Regions from separate parts of the Mus musculus genome. Here all the other regions are linked to region 1. Evidence: chromatin contacts called from public HiChIP or PLAC-seq and promoter capture Hi-C data. All regions are on one chromosome and are shown on one strand. The core of a region is the stretch at or near the end of the contact, and the rest is flanking DNA. Distances in the headings are between cores, read along the strand shown.

Region 1 (3,540 bases), core at 929-3,428:
TAGGTCAGAGGTGTCAGGTCCTCTGAAGCCGGAGTTCCGGGCATTTGTAAGCTGCCCAGTGTGGGTGCTGGGAGCCAAGCTTGGGTCCTCTGCAGGAGCAGTATGTGCTAACTGCTGAACCATCTCTCCAGTCTCGAATTTTTTTTTTAAAGGACTTAGTCTCTTCAATAAGAGAGTGTGTTTTGCTTCTGGCCTTTACACTGGGGGTGGGAAGAGGAACATACTCCAGGGTCAGCTTCAGTTTCCCTGGGCACTGAGCAGGCTAGCTCAGGAACAGATTTCCCCGGTCTCCAGCTTCCAAGTCACCCTGCAGACCCAAGCCCTTGTCAGTCTCCATGTCACTGTGGACAGATTAAAATCAAACTACTATGTGTAGGTATGTGTGTATTTATATGTTCATGGGCATCTTGCTACTTCCATAGACACAGTAATTTTCCTTTGGGTCCTGACTGCAGTCCGTCCAGTTCCTCTGTCTGGAGTGCCCTCTCTTCCTCGCCAGCAAACCTCCCAACACAACAGCCGTTGAGTACCATCTCTTGGGGAAGCCATCTGGCTTTGGCAGCTCAGGCTGCCATACAAAATACCCCAGACCAGGTGTCTTCAACAGAAACCCAACTTAGTCTCTGGAGGAAGTTCAAGATGGTCTGTGTCTTCAGTTCCTGATAAGAGACCCTTTTTGTGTTGGGAGGGTTTGGGACACTGGCCCACCGATTATGACCTCACCCAGCCCTTACTAGTCTGTGGAGGTCTCATCTTCACTGCAATCACAGCGAAGTTACAGTCTCGGTCTTCAGTATCCCTAGTCTCCCTCCAGGCCCTCCAGCTGCAGTTTCCCCGTCCTCACTCAAGGGCTCACTCCAAGGCTTCAGACTGATGGCTGCCTGGCTGTGGGAGATAGTTTTCAACATCTTCAAGCCTCTCAATCTTCAAGGGTCTAGAACAGGATAGCCACTCAATTTGAAAGTATTGATTAGATGCATTTCAGACCTTTCTGAGTATCCGATCTACAGATCAGCTAATGCCTCAAGCCCGTCATTCTCCACAGTAGTGTGTCATCTGCATTGGACCAGCCTCCCAACCCCCATTCCTGGTTCCTTCTGCCAACTACACCAGTGCTGCTTTCACTGCACACAGACGAGTTTCTTCCTTTACTGGAGCACTCTCCCCTTCATCTGGCCCTAGCTTGAAGTTTGCACACTACAAGGACTCCTCTTAGTTTTTCCTGATCTATTAAACCCATTTCCTTTCCTGTGCCCCGATTGTAATTAGACTGCCAGCATGGGAAGTACTCTTTGCTCCCTCTTAACCAATGTCCTCAGTGTTCGGTGTGACCCTTCTAACCCCCTAACTGTTCTCCTTAAGGCCAGGCTTAAAAATTAACCTCTCAATGGTTCCTTTCTTGGAAGATGTAGGAAAACAAACAAAAAAACCACTCTTCTAGTTTCTCTCATAAAAAGCAGCACAGAAAGCGTTTAACTTTATTCCTACGTGAATATGCATTCATACTGCACAGGCCACTTGCGTGGTTGGAAATGAGTCCACAACCCTTTTACAGACCGGTATGGGGAAACTTTGTGAAGTTCCAAGCCAACACGTTTGAAGCTTCCCATGTATGAGGCAGCCTGGAATTTCCTCTCCTGGCCGATTGCTCTTTCAAAAGAATAAGAGCAAGGTTCCAGAGACAGCAGACCCCGCCGCCGAGCAAAACCGGCTTAAGCTGAGCGAGTATACACGCACAGAGGCGAGAATAGAATGCCTACTTGCTGCTCACGCTTAGAAACAACCCCTTGGAAGGCCCCGCCCCGCAGTTTACTCCGCCCACTTGGAGTCTCCGCTCCGCAGTTCCTCTTGTCCCTCCCTCCCAGAGCCTCTCCCCCCGACACCGCCATCTAAGCGGGTCGAGCCAGTAAGTTCAGCCAAAGTGGACTCTTCTCTCGCACAGGAATGGGGAAATTAAGTGCAATTTAGTGAAATTTCTAATATAATTCTGTTAATATGCCACAGAGCGCGTCACCAGAGCCTGACCCGGTCACCAGAGCCTGACCCCGCCCCGTGTCCATGGCTCCGCCCATAAACGACACGCTGAGACCTCGCCCCTCGCGTCATGAAACCCAAACACCGGCCTGAAGGCCCCACCCCGTAGGTCTTCTTCCCCGCGTGAGGGGCGGGGCTGCGACTGCGCGCTCGCGGGCCGGGTGGCTTCCGCGGCGGCCGTTGGCCGTTAGCGCGGCTTGGGTGGTTGTCTTGGAGAAGCAAGATGGCGGCGACTACCGCCGCGGTGGTGGCCGAGGAAGACACGGAGCTGCGCGACCTGCTGGTGCAGACGCTGGAGAACAGCGGCGTGCTGAACCGCATCAAGGTGCGGCGGGGCGGCCGCCGGGGCTCGGGGCTGCGCGGGACGCCGGCACGAGGCGGCCACGCGGCCGTGGGGCCTTGGCCCGAGTTCGTGGGCCGGGTGTGGAGCGCACAGGCCCGTCGCCTTCCATCGCTCGCTGCCCGCGCGGCCGGCACCCTCGTGTCTGCCCCCGTTCTTTCAGGTTGCGAAACTGACTTATAATCTTGTGGTTTTTTTTTTTTTTTGAAGGCTGAACTCAGAGCGGCTGTGTTTTTAGCACTAGAAGAACAAGAAAAAGTAGAGGTAAGAGATCCCCAGACCTTGTTCATGCCGTACCTCTTAATGCCCGGTTTCTAATAAATGAAAAGCCGTCCTGAAATAGTTCAGTAACTAACCGGGGATGCTTCTGAACGGCTAAGGATTGGGCTTTTACCAATACTCATTTTCTAAATCATTTTGCACGTTTAGAGTGGCCTTAAAGTAGCACAGGAATTTCGGGAGACAGTAGTAGCTAAGGCTCAGGTGCAGGAGTCACGTGAAAGCGGTTCGTTGAGTTACCGGAAGTATTACTTTGAAATTTTTATAAGCTAGTACACTTCAAATGTCTTGGCAGTAAGGAATGCACACTGGAACCTTTTCCCAAATTCTGATTGGTTGGTTAAAAATCTGACCATTACTTTAAAAACATCTCTGATCTTATCCCCCCACCCCCCAAAAAAGAAATCTAGTGAGACCTGAATGTTTAATAACTTGGCTTTTCTGCCTACCCCAGGCCCCAGCAACCATCCTGAGTAAATGTCCTGTAACTCCTTGTCAGTAAGAATCACAGGAGAATCAAAGTCTTACTGTGTGACAGATCTGCCTCCATCCTTCCACGGCTGTGGCCCTGTTTAACCTACCTGCTCTTAACTTTCTCCTCTTCATCCTTACTGGTTGGTTCTTGGCCAGGCTGGGTCCCATTGTCCACCCTTGGGAGTCTCATGTTTCTTTGCTTTCTAGTTAAACAGTAATTATCATTTGATCCAGTGAATTATTTTCTTAACCTGTTTCTGCATAAGCATTGCCAAAGAAAAGTCACTTAGCCAGGTGACTGTGTGAGTTCCGTAGTGGTGGGTTGTAACTGAGCAGGGTCTGGGGTTCTCCCGTCTGGTCCCCTTTAGCTTTCTTACCTGATCCTTCACTCACAGGAACAAGAGAAGCTCCTG
Region 2 (4,024 bases), core at 1,365-3,864, 150 kb after region 1:
TTCCAGGCAAGATCCTTGCTATTTGGGCCCTTATGTTCAGGAAAGCCACCACAAATGCTGACTTGGGGGATGCCGAGCAATCATTTTCTTGAGCACATGCAGCTGGGTTCTTGAAAACCTCTGGTCACGTCTTTGTCAGCTGATCATTATGTAACCTTGTTTGCTTTGCATTATACAGATTTGTTAAGGTTGGACGCACAGCTGCCACCCTATGTCCAAGTAAGGCTTTTCTTTCCATCTTCCTAAGAAGGCAATTAGGAGACTGGGCAGGAAAGATGGTCCCTGACTCATCAAACAGTGAGACCAGCAGCAGCAGCAGGAAGAGGAGGAGGAGGACAATAATGTGAAAACTGGGGCACTGATTGGGGCCCAGAAGGGAAATTTGTTTATAACATGAACTGAAATAAGGCAGCCTACCTCTCTGGATCTCAAAACGCTGACCCTGAGCCTGCATGGCCCGGAAAGTGCTACAAGGACTGACTGATTTGTAGCATCTCCAACCCCAGAAGCTGTTACTGATAAGGATGTTTTCAGGGTTTTTCTATTTAGTCCCTTAACAGCTCTGTAAGGAAGGGATAGATGTTATTTTCATATTTGTTTTGTTTTAGAGACATGGTCTTTCCCTCACACTATGTAGCTGGCTTTCCCTCACACTACGTAGACCAGGCTGGCTTGAATTCACAGAGATCCACTGCCTCTGCCTCTCAAGTGCTGGGTTTAAAGGCTTGCACCATTATGCCTTCCTTATTTCCATATCTGAAGCCAAGGTTTGTGGTGATTTTTGTCAAATCCCAAGGCTACAAGGAGTGGGGACAAGATTCTAGCCCAGTTTCTCTCCAGAACCTAGGCCCTTACTCATTTTATTATCCCCCACAATGGATCTAATAAATTCTTTGTAACATTGTTCAGAAGACAGGTTTGGCTTCTAGGGAACAAGAAACAATAAAACCTATACATTGGCCTTTTGTTTGTTTGGTTGTATGGGTTTTTGAGACAGGGTTTCTCTGTGTAGCCCTGGCTATCCTAGAACTCACTTTGTAGACCAGGTTAGCCTCTAACACAAGAGATCTGCCTGCCTCTGCCTCCTGAGTGCTGTACTAAAGGCATGCGCCACCACCTCTAGTTCAGTCTTTATTTTGCTTTTAAGATTTATTTATGCTCTGTTTATTTATATAATAATATAAGTTAATATATGTTATATATAATAAATACTAAATATATTTATTTATTTATTATGCTCTATTTGCATGTATGCCTGCATGACAAAAGAGGTCATCAGATCCCTTTATAGGTGGTTGGAAGTCACCAAGTGGGTGCTGGGAATCAAACTCAGGGCCTCTGGAAGAGCATCCAGTGTTCTTAACCTCTGATCCATCTCTCAAGCCCTCAGTCCTTGTTTTTAATAGTTACATTTTGTTCTATATAATTAAATTTGTCAGGCAATTTACACTTCAAGACATGTGTGTTGCCCAAGGTCTCTATTCTACATAAGATCGTACTCGGCCTTAAGAATGACAGGGGCCTGGAGAGATGGGCTCAGTGGTTAAGAGCACTGGCTGCTTTTCCAGAGGATTCAGTTTCCCAGCACCCACACAGCAGCTCACAATCTTCCCTAATTCCAGTTCTAGGGAATCTGATGCCTTCTTCTGATAGCTATGGGCTGTGCATGAATATGGTACACAGACACACAGGCAAATGACAGAAGGGGGTGGGGTCACATATATATCAAATCAGAACACTAAGAGGTTAAGTCTCAGGCAAAACTGGGTTACTAAATAGCTTTCTGTCTGCAACACATTCTAGGATCGTTGTTTATTCTTGTTACTATAATTAACACCCTATCATTTGTACAAATTAATGGGTTTCACTGTGACATTAAGATCCATGTATATGTCACCAGAATTTTTAAACTGCCACTAATTATTTCAAGTACATACTGACTCCTTCAAATCGAGGTTTCAACTATATTGTGAGTACTGGCAATTTCATATATATTGAAAAACAGACTTTTCATAACTACTGTTATCAGATTTTTTAATATAGAAGTTACTATACTTCAAAGGGAAAACGTGTAGCCATATTAAAAACTATTTTATTGGACATCAAGGACGATTTTTATTGTACATTCGTTATCATCTTTGTAATCTTTCAAAGGGCAAAGGGACGGGGCTTTCGCACTTTTGTTCGTTCAGGTCTAACTCCCTGAGAACGCTGGAGCAGTTTCATCTGTAAAAGATCCCCTTCTCTAGTAATGACTGCCTTTCGCGAGGCAGTAGGATTGACAATTAACCCTTTTTTTTTTCTTGATCCAATTTTAAGGAGGAAGCTGTTAGTGAAATCGTTAAAATAAAGGCCATTTCATTACCATCTCTCCAACCCAAAACAATCGGGGCAGGACCTGTCACTCAGTGCCTGGACAGTCATGCAACTGGACACTGTTTCTCTGCACCAGGCCGGACAGACAGCTCTAACTGTGTCCCTCCCTACTGGCTGGCTGAACGATCTTGAGGATAAGAAAAGCCACTCACCAGCCCCCTGCGGGCACCCGTGGGCGCGCCGGAAGTGACGTAATCAGGCCCGCCCCAGCAGATTAAAGAGCAAGGAGGTGCGCATGCTTGAAGGAAGCGGAAGTCCGGATTTCCGGCCGGCGCTTGAAGGTGCGGATTCCGGGCTTCCGGGTGGGCGTGGGGGCCGGACGAGCTAGGGGTCGGCGGCGTGGCAAGAGGACAGGGCTATGGAGAAGCTGCGGCGCGTCTTGAGCGGCCAGGACGACGAGGAGCAAGGCCTGACGGCGCAGGTAACGTCCTCGGCCGCGGCGACAGTGGGAGAGGGGACCGCGAACCGCTCTCGGGGAGTCGGTCCCGGATCCCCGGGACTGTCCGGTCCCCGCTTCTCTGCCATGGCCTTTCTCTGCGCCCTCCCCTCCTGCACCAAGTTCCGCCGCCCCTGCAGCGAGCAGGCCTCGGGGCCAGGCTGCCTGTGGCCGGCTCATTCATTCCAGGTCTCAAGACAGATCTGGGGCTGGGGAGATGGCTCAGCGGTTAAGAGCACTGACTGCTGCTCTTCCAGAGGTCCTGAGTTCAATTCCCAGCAACCACATGGTGGCTCACAACCATCTGTAATGGGGATCTGATGCCCTTTTCTGGTGTGTCTGAAGACAGCTGCTGTGTACTCATATAAATAAATAATAAATAAATAGATCTTTAAAAAAATTAAGGCTGAGATCTGGGCGAGAGACTGGAGAGCACGGACGTGCCAAAGGTTGCCTGTGAAGTCAGCCCTCCTTAGTAATGCATGGTTTTGTTTTGTTTTGTTTAATTAACAGAGCCCTTGTTTGCTTGTGACCCAGACATGAGACTTGATAAAGACTTACTTCCTCCAGTAAGAATTAAAAATAGGCAAACAGGAACTGCTTTGTGTTTTGCACGCTAGCACATTTTGGTGTGTCTTGGCACAGACCTGGGCCTGATTTTGTATTACATGAAGATGTTTTGTTTGTTCGTTTTTCCTTTCTGACTTATTTGTTGGCAGGGCTGAGGTAGCCCGTGTTGAGACAAGTGAACTCTATATTGTATTTTGTGTTTTGTTTGTTTGTTCTTTTTGGGTTTGTTCCAAGACAAAGTCTCACTGTGTAGCCCTCACTGGCCTGGAGCTACAAAGGTCCTCCTGCCTCTGCCTCCTGAGAACTGAAATCAGTATTGTAATTGCAATACAAAAGACCTGTACATAGTCACTTCAGCAATGGCTGTAAATATGGCTTATCCACCGTGCTTGATAGTATCAACTGCTTCATGCTCCACTCTTTGTTCTAGATCTTTGCTGTAGCTATGACCACATGTAGCCACTCAAAATGTAAACAGATTAAAATGTAGAATTTATTTCCGTAGTGGTGCATGCCGTTTTTAAGTGTTGAGTAGCATGTGGCTGCTGCTCAGACATTGCTGGAGTGTTGTCAGGCAGTGCTCTTGTAAATCCTGGGGACAAAGAAGTGAACTTGGTCCTTGGAGCTGTTTCCGGAAGAGAG
Region 3 (3,452 bases), core at 707-3,206, 210 kb after region 1:
TTGGTAGGGAATTATTTGGAATAACTCGGTATTCATCATGAAGGAAGTCAGGACAGGAGCTCAAACAGGGCAGGAACCTGGAGGCAGGAGCTGCTGCAGGGGCCATGGAGGGTGCTGCTTACTGGTTAACCTGCTTTCTTACAGAACCCAGAACCACCAGCTTAGGGATGGCACCACCCACAGCAGACTGGGCTCTCCCCACATTGATCACCAATTAAGAAAATGTCTTAAAGCTGGATCTTAGGGAGGCGATTTCTCAGTTAAGGTTTGCTCCTTACTCTAGCTTGTGTCGGGCTGACAGACGAGCCAGCCAGCACACTGCCCCTCCCCCACCGAATACCCCAGCCTTCACTTGCTCACGTGGCAGGCCCCTGCCTTCTGGAGGAATCTCAGTGATCCTGAGAGGCAGGAAGATGTTTTAGGGTTCCATCACTCTGACAAAATACCCGTGGAAATGAGAAAGGAAAGATTTATCTGGGCTCCCAGTTTCATAGTGGAGCAGGGTATGTGGACAGCTGAACTTGTGCCGGGTCAGATGGCAGCAGAAGGGCCTGCCTGCGGGATGGAAGCCTCCCTTCTCAGATGCTGCCACGTGGCCTGATATTCTTTTGCCACTCTCTTTGCTGGCAGCCCATGCTCCTGGTGGCTCCTCATGCATGCGTGTGTCCGTGTAGCCACGTTTCCTCTCACAAGGACAGTGGGTTAGATCGGGGCCCATTCTGTGATCTCATTTAACTCAGTGGGCCTCTTTCAAGGACCTGTCTCCAAATGCAACCATATTCTGAGGTGCTGAGGTTGGGGCTTCAACTTGTGACTACTGGGGACCGAGACTCAGCCTGAAAATTCTCTAAAGCCAGGCCATAGATAAAGCTGCAGGTATTGGGATGCTGTGCTCCTTTTGGGGCAAGCAAAATGCTCACAGCTTGATTATGGTGATAATCGCACATCTCTGGAAAAACCCCACCGAAAGCCCACTGAGTCACAGGCTTTCAAGGGGGGAGTTTTGAGTATATGAATCACATACCTCAATTTTTAAAACTATTTTTAATTATGTATATACATGTCTGTCTCTGTATGTTCCTGTGCATGCAGTCGGAGGCCAGAGGCATTAGATACCTCTGGAGCTGGTGGTTGGGAGCTGGGTCCTCTGTAAGAGCATGCACGCTCTTAATCTCGGAGGTGTCTATCCAGTTCCTGTTTCAACCTTCTGTATAAGAAAGCATCCTGCAAAAGGTCAAGAAGGGGTTATATAGGTGGCTATGGGGGAAGAGAAGGGAAGGGAAGGGTGGAATCTGAAGCCCTGTGATAGCAGTCTGCGATGACTGCCAGTCTCCCACATAAGCCCTAAGAATGCTCTGCCCCCATTGCCAGCGTCTTTGACAAACCACCTGCCAGGACTTCTTTCCACCATCCAACACCCCTCAGCCCCGTTGCTCAGCTACAGAAAACAGAGCATGGTTTGCTGCTGGGAATCACAAAGCCAAGAAACAGAAGGAGCGCGCTTGGTGGGAGGGGGCTGGGCTGGAGGCGGAGCATGTGGCCAGCCAGAGCCAGGCAGCGGCTGTGGTCCTGTAGCCCCTCCCTGCCTAGAGGATGCGGCTGCTGGGCTTAGAAAAGCAACTTCCTTTCCAGGGGCGTCTGGGAGACTCAGAATTGTCTTGCCTGCTTCCTCACTTTCTGTAACTGTTCCTGTGGTTTGCCCACTTTGAGCCTCAGCCAGTTTGCAGCATCAAGGAGCTGCTGCTTCAGTGTACTCTGTGAAAGGGCTCTCTGCCTGTGTTTCCTAACTGCTTCCAGAACTGGCTTGTGCATCTTTTTGTTTTGGGGTACACACAGGCACAGGCAAGCTAACTGTCCAACACGTCACAGTATAAAAAAAGTCTAACTCTGTTTTTAAAATGCTGTAATTTTAAAATTGACGCACATTTTTGTTGTTGTTGTTGTTCCTGTGACAGGATGGCCCAGATCTTGAGAGACCATTTTAAAACGCCAAAGAAACACAGGGGGTGTCACACCCAAGTGGAGGACAAAGAGAAGGCAGCACAGCAGACCTTGCCGGAACAGGTAGCCACTATTTGTGTCGTTGTGAACAAAGGGAGCCAGTCTTGTCTTTGATCTTTCTCTATTTAACGGCTCAGTAAATATTCTGACCACAAAGCTACAATGAGCAGCGGGACATACCACTGCACACTTAGAACGGCAGTCAGTAGCTCCAGACAATTAAAACTGTAAGAACGTAAAATTACAACAAAGTTGTTGGGTTTTTTTGTTTGTTTTTTGTTTGTTTGTTTGTTTTTTGTTTCTTAAAATCAGTCTCAGTCTGTCATCCGAGGTCGCATGGTGAATGAAAATAGCTCAAAAGAATTATATGGAAAGTCTATGAACAAAGGCTCCTTGTTCTACGGCGCCCTCTGGTGGGGCTGAGAGGAAATAGCATTTCTGAAGCGAGGGACACACGTGGCTTAAAACAGGCCCCAAATGCTTCCCTGGCGTCCATTCCAGTCACTGTGACACCAAGGATCAAACTCTGCAAACCCTCCTGTGTTCTGTGAATCGTTTCTTTTTTATTTATTTATTTTTTTGGTTTTTCTTTTCGGGATAGGGTTTTTTTCTGTGTAGCCTCGACTACCCTTAAACTCCCTTTGTAGACCAGGCTGGCCAAGAACTCAGTGCCACCCCCACCTGGCTTGCCTTCCTTCCTTCCTTCCTTCCTTCCTTCCTTCCTTCCTTCCTTCCTTCCTTCCTTCCTTCCTATTTTAATTATTTTACCCTTGAGTTTTAAAATCCAGAAACTTGAGGTCTAGAGGGGAGACTGTGTCTCTACCTCAGGTAGATACTGAGACCACGGTTCTGAGTCGGAGGACCCTTCCCACTCCTCTGGATCCCCAGCTAATGAAGGGAGAGCAGGCCAGGCAGTTAGTTTTGGAGACTTGGTGGAGGGAATTTGGTTCCTTTGAAGGAGGCCAGTGGCCACTAAGGTGGGTGGTGGATGGGAGACACTGGGCGGCATCAGAAGTGGCCGCTGCATGTATCGGGCAGCAATCAGGCTGCAGGGCACAGGGACACGGCTAAGCATGTGGGGTTGAGGAGCAAGACCAGAGTGTACAGACTCTTTCCTGGGACCCCGATTCTGCCGTTTGGGCCCAAGCAGTACCAATTCACCCCTCTGTTTGGTGGTGAATGGGCTGAGGCTGTGAGCTTAGGGCCTGTGCACCAGCGTAGACAGAAGAATGAGGGCTGGCAAAGACAGGGAAAGAATTGGAACCATGAAGCCATCTCAAGAGTCTTAGTGCTCTAGGACAGGGAGTGGTCTTATTTGGGAAGGAATTCATTTGACCTGCTTGGTACTCACCTGATACATCAGGCATTTGAGACTCGTGGTACACAATCACCAACTGCCCCAGATTTCTGTATCTCACGGCTGACTAGATTTCTAATTAAGCACAATGAAG
Region 4 (3,556 bases), core at 412-2,911, 220 kb before region 1:
GAAGTTTCATTACTTCACCGCCTTCTCATCTTTGCTGGGAGGAGAGCATCCTTCTTCAGCCTTCTCTAATGAGCCTAAAATCCCTCCGTCCCTATACCCAACCTTTCATGCTGCACTTTTTTTCTCTTGGTTCTTATAACAGCTAAATTTTGCTCCCTTGCCTTGTTTTTTACGATTCATCTATCAAAATATAAATTCCACACAGGCAAAAGTGTTAAATTACAAAAAAAAAAAAAAAGACAAACAAAACTTCTAAACCTTTAGTTTCCAATGACTGACTAGTGCTTGTCATATAGCAAATACTCAAAATCCTTTGGGCCAAATCATCGAATTTCAGACAACTGGATGCAAGACAATCATGCCAAACACAGATATCTGGGATTGTCACCTGAGAGAGACTCTCCACAAAAGATTTTATTATCACAAATATATAAGTGCTACTATAACCAAAGAAGTAAATGAGATTGCCCTGGGAGTCAAATAAAGAGAACCAGACTGTGGGTAGAAACCTACAGAACGTTTAGTAGCTATCACATTATTAATAAACCCCAGTTATGGCTTGGATGGCACAGTTAGCTACCCACTCAGTACCCACTCTTCCCTAGTTAAATAACTCATTTGCTCCCCCTTTCTCCTGGACAACAGGGTACTCAAAGCCCAGATTTTATCTCTGAACTTAAGTGAGAGAACACTTTATTGCTTTAGCTGTTTGGAACTGGTTTCCTGTTCCAAGGGGGCAAAAACATTCTGATAAACTGTTCAACATTTCTACAAACCTATGTCAACTTTTCTTTAGTATTTCTGCAAGTCGTCAACACACACCCTCCTGGATTTCTACATCTCAGACTTATGAACCTCTGATCACACCCACTTGTTAGTGTGTGCGTCTGAATTTTGTCTCTGCTACTCCGTGTGGGTTCTGGTGCAAACTCGGATCGACAAGCTTGCTTTTAGCCTCTAAGAAATGGCCCCATCCACGACATTCAAGAGGTACCTTTTCCCCAGATGCTAACCTCGACATTATATTCACTTCAATGTCACTTTCTCAAAAGATTCCTCAAAATCAGTCAGACTGAAAGTCTTCAGCAGTGTCTGTCTATAGCATTTACCACACACTTTTTAGTATACTTATAGAATGGTGACTGTCTGCTTTAAACGGTAAACTTGCAGGTACAGTTCTAAGTACTGAAGCTTCGATTAACACTTTAAATCCTTACAAACCCTAAGGGATAAATTCTACTTCTGTAGACTGGAAAAACAAAGCATATAAGCACAGAAATTATAACCATTCGCCCACGTGTTGCTGGGCTAGTACACTGCAGAAGAGCGATTAAAGCCAAGGTAGGACTTAGCTGCACTGAAGGTGTTAACTGCAAACCCACATAATCACAAGGGATGCATACACTTTACACATTAAAAAAAAATTAACCTCTTTAAAGTTTTAAAATTAAATCCTAAAACGCGTTGCTCTTGGTCGCCTGCAGGATGAAAGCATAAAGGAAACCTGCTTGATCAACAACCTACCCAGCCCTTTCCAAACGTTACAAGTCCAAAGGATGGCCCAATGAGAGCCCAAGGTGAGTGGAGAAGGCAGGCGTGGCAATCCACGCCAGTTAGCGGAGGAGGAAACGGGAAACAGGAGACAGCCCGCCCCGCCCGCCTGTGCCCCAGCGCGTAACAGAGCGGGGAGCCAGGCTGCCAAGGGCGTGTCACCGCCCGGGGAGCCTGGAGCGCGGCGGCGTGGCAGGAGAAGAAACGACCGGGGGAGGCCCTTGAAAGATCAGGAGCACATGGGCCTGCTGGGATGGCGCTGACAGCAGCCCCCGCGCCGGGCCAAACGGCGTTACCTTCGCCCCAATGGCCGCCACCAACATTTGGGCGGCCCTGCCTGCCAAGAAGCGGCCACTGCACCAGCGCGCCCGACGACCAGCAGGTGGGCGGGGCCGCGAGCCGGAAGTGCCCTTTACTACAGACCCTTCCGGAAACCCAGCTGGCCGGAACTGCCTGGAGTTCCTGCCTCCAGGCGGAACCTCGGGTTGCTCGGCAACCGATGGGGGCGCAACTGTCCCCCTCGCGCTCCGCCCGTTTCTCCGAGAGCGGCGTCCTCTCGGGTCGCAGCATCCCTGCCCTTGGCACTACTTACAAGTCTCCGACTACGACGACTCCTTAGCCCCAACCTGCTTCAGAGCCCACCTTCACCGGAGGGGAAGCAGTTCGACGCTCAACCAGGCTTCGGCGATGACAGACCCTAACCCTCGGACAGCCGAGGCCTCAGGCCTCTACACCTATTCCAGCAGGCCCCGGGCCGTGGCTTGCCAGCGCCGCCGCCACCGAGACAGCATTTTGCAGCCGTGAGTGACCAAAGTAGCTCCTGTCTGGTCTCCGTTTTTGCATCCCTTCTGCTTTCCCGTGTCTACACAGCTATGTGGTTAAACAGAGGCACAGCTGGTCTGAGCCACGACACGTACACGAATGGTTATGGACACCACCAAACACCATACGGGGGCATTCACCTACACATTCTTAGTCCACAGTTCGGCCAAGTTGGTGTCACTCCATCATGCAGATGAGGAAAATGAAGCACAGAGGATAGCATGTACCAACTGAGAAAGCCAGCCACATAAAGCTAGCCTTTCATACCAGACTGGGTGGAATTAGGTTAGCCCTCCATGCAGGACCATAAAACATACAGTTACCCTAGTGAATGTTTGCAAATATTCAGGCCTGTATATGTAATAAAGATTTCAGAGTTCTTTCTATAAGCTTCACGTTTTGGAATAGCAGGGTTTGAGAATGCAAGCTTTCGCTCTACACCTTTTGTTCACCTAGAACCTTGCCTAACACATAGGAAGTGCTCAGTGTAAATTGAAGTGGTGGTTGAACTTGTAACCCTCAGCCAGGCCTGAGACAGACCTGTTATCCCAGAGGCAGAAGCAATAGGATGTCTGATTTTTTTTTTTTTTGTAACAAGTTGATTTTTTTTATGTTGAAGTAACATGTTGACTAACTTATCTGTGTATCAAAGCAATGCAGAAACCATAGCAAATGTTTCATGAAAGTGGTTACAAAGTAGCTTAATTGAGACCCTTAATCCTAAAACCATGATAACCCTTGGAAGTGAGCTTATTCTGGGGGTGTCGTTAGCTAACTTTGCTGGTGATTGACTGTATAGCCACATGCACAGAGTCATTATCTCTAGGTCAGTATGCCTCCATTCCACAAAGTCCCTCCTTAGTCCAGTCTCCCACAAAGTCCCTCCTTAGTCCAGTCTCGTTCAAAAGTTTCTATATCGACCTTGACCGTAGTAAATAAGTTTTCCAGGTAATACATGGCTAGACTGTATAATTGTGTTTAAAGGGAGCAAAATTACAAGTTATCTTGATTAGATATGTGACTGGGCTGCATCCCAGTATTATATTTAGATATGAGAAGCCAATTTCACCTATACAGAAATGGGAATATCTCTTTTTTTTTTCCTCTGAGAAAGTTAAAAATTTAAAAACAGTACAAGCCAGATGTGGTTTAAGGGCTTCTGCCTTTTTGTGACACAATAAAT

What was found. HiChIP or PLAC-seq counts read pairs in DNA pulled down with a chosen protein or histone mark. Capture Hi-C pulls out chosen DNA fragments and counts their contacts.
Region 2: a contact with region 1 is called in an H3K27ac HiChIP or PLAC-seq map of microglia, with 7 times the contacts expected there. The contact joins the promoter of Sft2d1 here to the promoter of Cep43 in region 1. A contact is called at or near these places in 5 of 39 promoter capture datasets (the C10 cell line, the HPC-7 cell line, hematopoietic stem and progenitor cells and 2 more), 2 of 484 Hi-C or Micro-C datasets (the G1E-ER4 cell line and pre-B cells), 7 of 115 datasets of contacts at active chromatin or transcription factors (the 230-238 cell line, bone marrow-derived macrophages, embryonic stem cells and 2 more) and 3 of 9 other capture datasets (adipose tissue, liver and pancreatic islet).
Region 3: a contact with region 1 is called in a promoter capture Hi-C map of adipose tissue. The contact joins the promoter of T2 here to the promoter of Cep43 in region 1. A contact is called at or near these places in 4 of 39 promoter capture datasets (the C10 cell line, the HPC-7 cell line, cranial neural crest and 1 more), 1 of 15 datasets of contacts at CTCF or cohesin (pro-B cells), 2 of 484 Hi-C or Micro-C datasets (B cells and nephron progenitors), 4 of 115 datasets of contacts at active chromatin or transcription factors (the 230-238 cell line, bone marrow-derived macrophages and memory CD8 T cells) and 3 of 9 other capture datasets (adipose tissue, liver and pancreatic islet).
Region 4: a contact with region 1 is called in a promoter capture Hi-C map of adipose tissue. The contact joins the promoter of Rsph3a here to the promoter of Cep43 in region 1. A contact is called at or near these places in 4 of 39 promoter capture datasets (the C10 cell line, the HPC-7 cell line, hematopoietic stem and progenitor cells and 1 more), 3 of 115 datasets of contacts at active chromatin or transcription factors (CD8 T cells, embryonic stem cells and stem cell-derived neural progenitor cells) and 1 of 9 other capture datasets (adipose tissue).

Annotation. Positions count from the first base shown.
Region 1 is chr17:8,163,340-8,166,879 of GRCm38.p6, forward strand. Cep43 (centrosomal protein 43) reads left to right here and starts at 2,179. Exons shown (of 12, transcript NM_201230.5): 1 at 2,179-2,359; 2 at 2,585-2,638. The coding sequence starts at 2,258.
Region 2 is chr17:8,308,489-8,312,512 of GRCm38.p6, forward strand. Sft2d1 (SFT2 domain containing 1) reads left to right here and starts at 2,615. Exons shown (of 8, transcript NM_134114.2): 1 at 2,615-2,797. The coding sequence starts at 2,735. 4930506C21Rik (RIKEN cDNA 4930506C21 gene) reads right to left here and starts at 2,630. Exons shown (of 5, transcript NR_073374.1): 1 at 2,529-2,630.
Region 3 is chr17:8,370,440-8,373,891 of GRCm38.p6, forward strand. T2 (brachyury 2) reads left to right here and starts at 1,957. Exons shown (of 11, transcript NM_001161832.1): 1 at 1,957-2,064. The coding sequence starts at 1,957.
Region 4 is chr17:7,943,953-7,947,508 of GRCm38.p6, forward strand. It overlaps Rsph3a (radial spoke 3A homolog (Chlamydomonas)), which reads left to right and starts at 1,662. Exons shown (of 8, transcript NM_025789.5): 1 at 1,662-2,351. The coding sequence starts at 1,858. The region is part of intron 4 of Gm1604a (predicted gene 1604A); the gene reads right to left.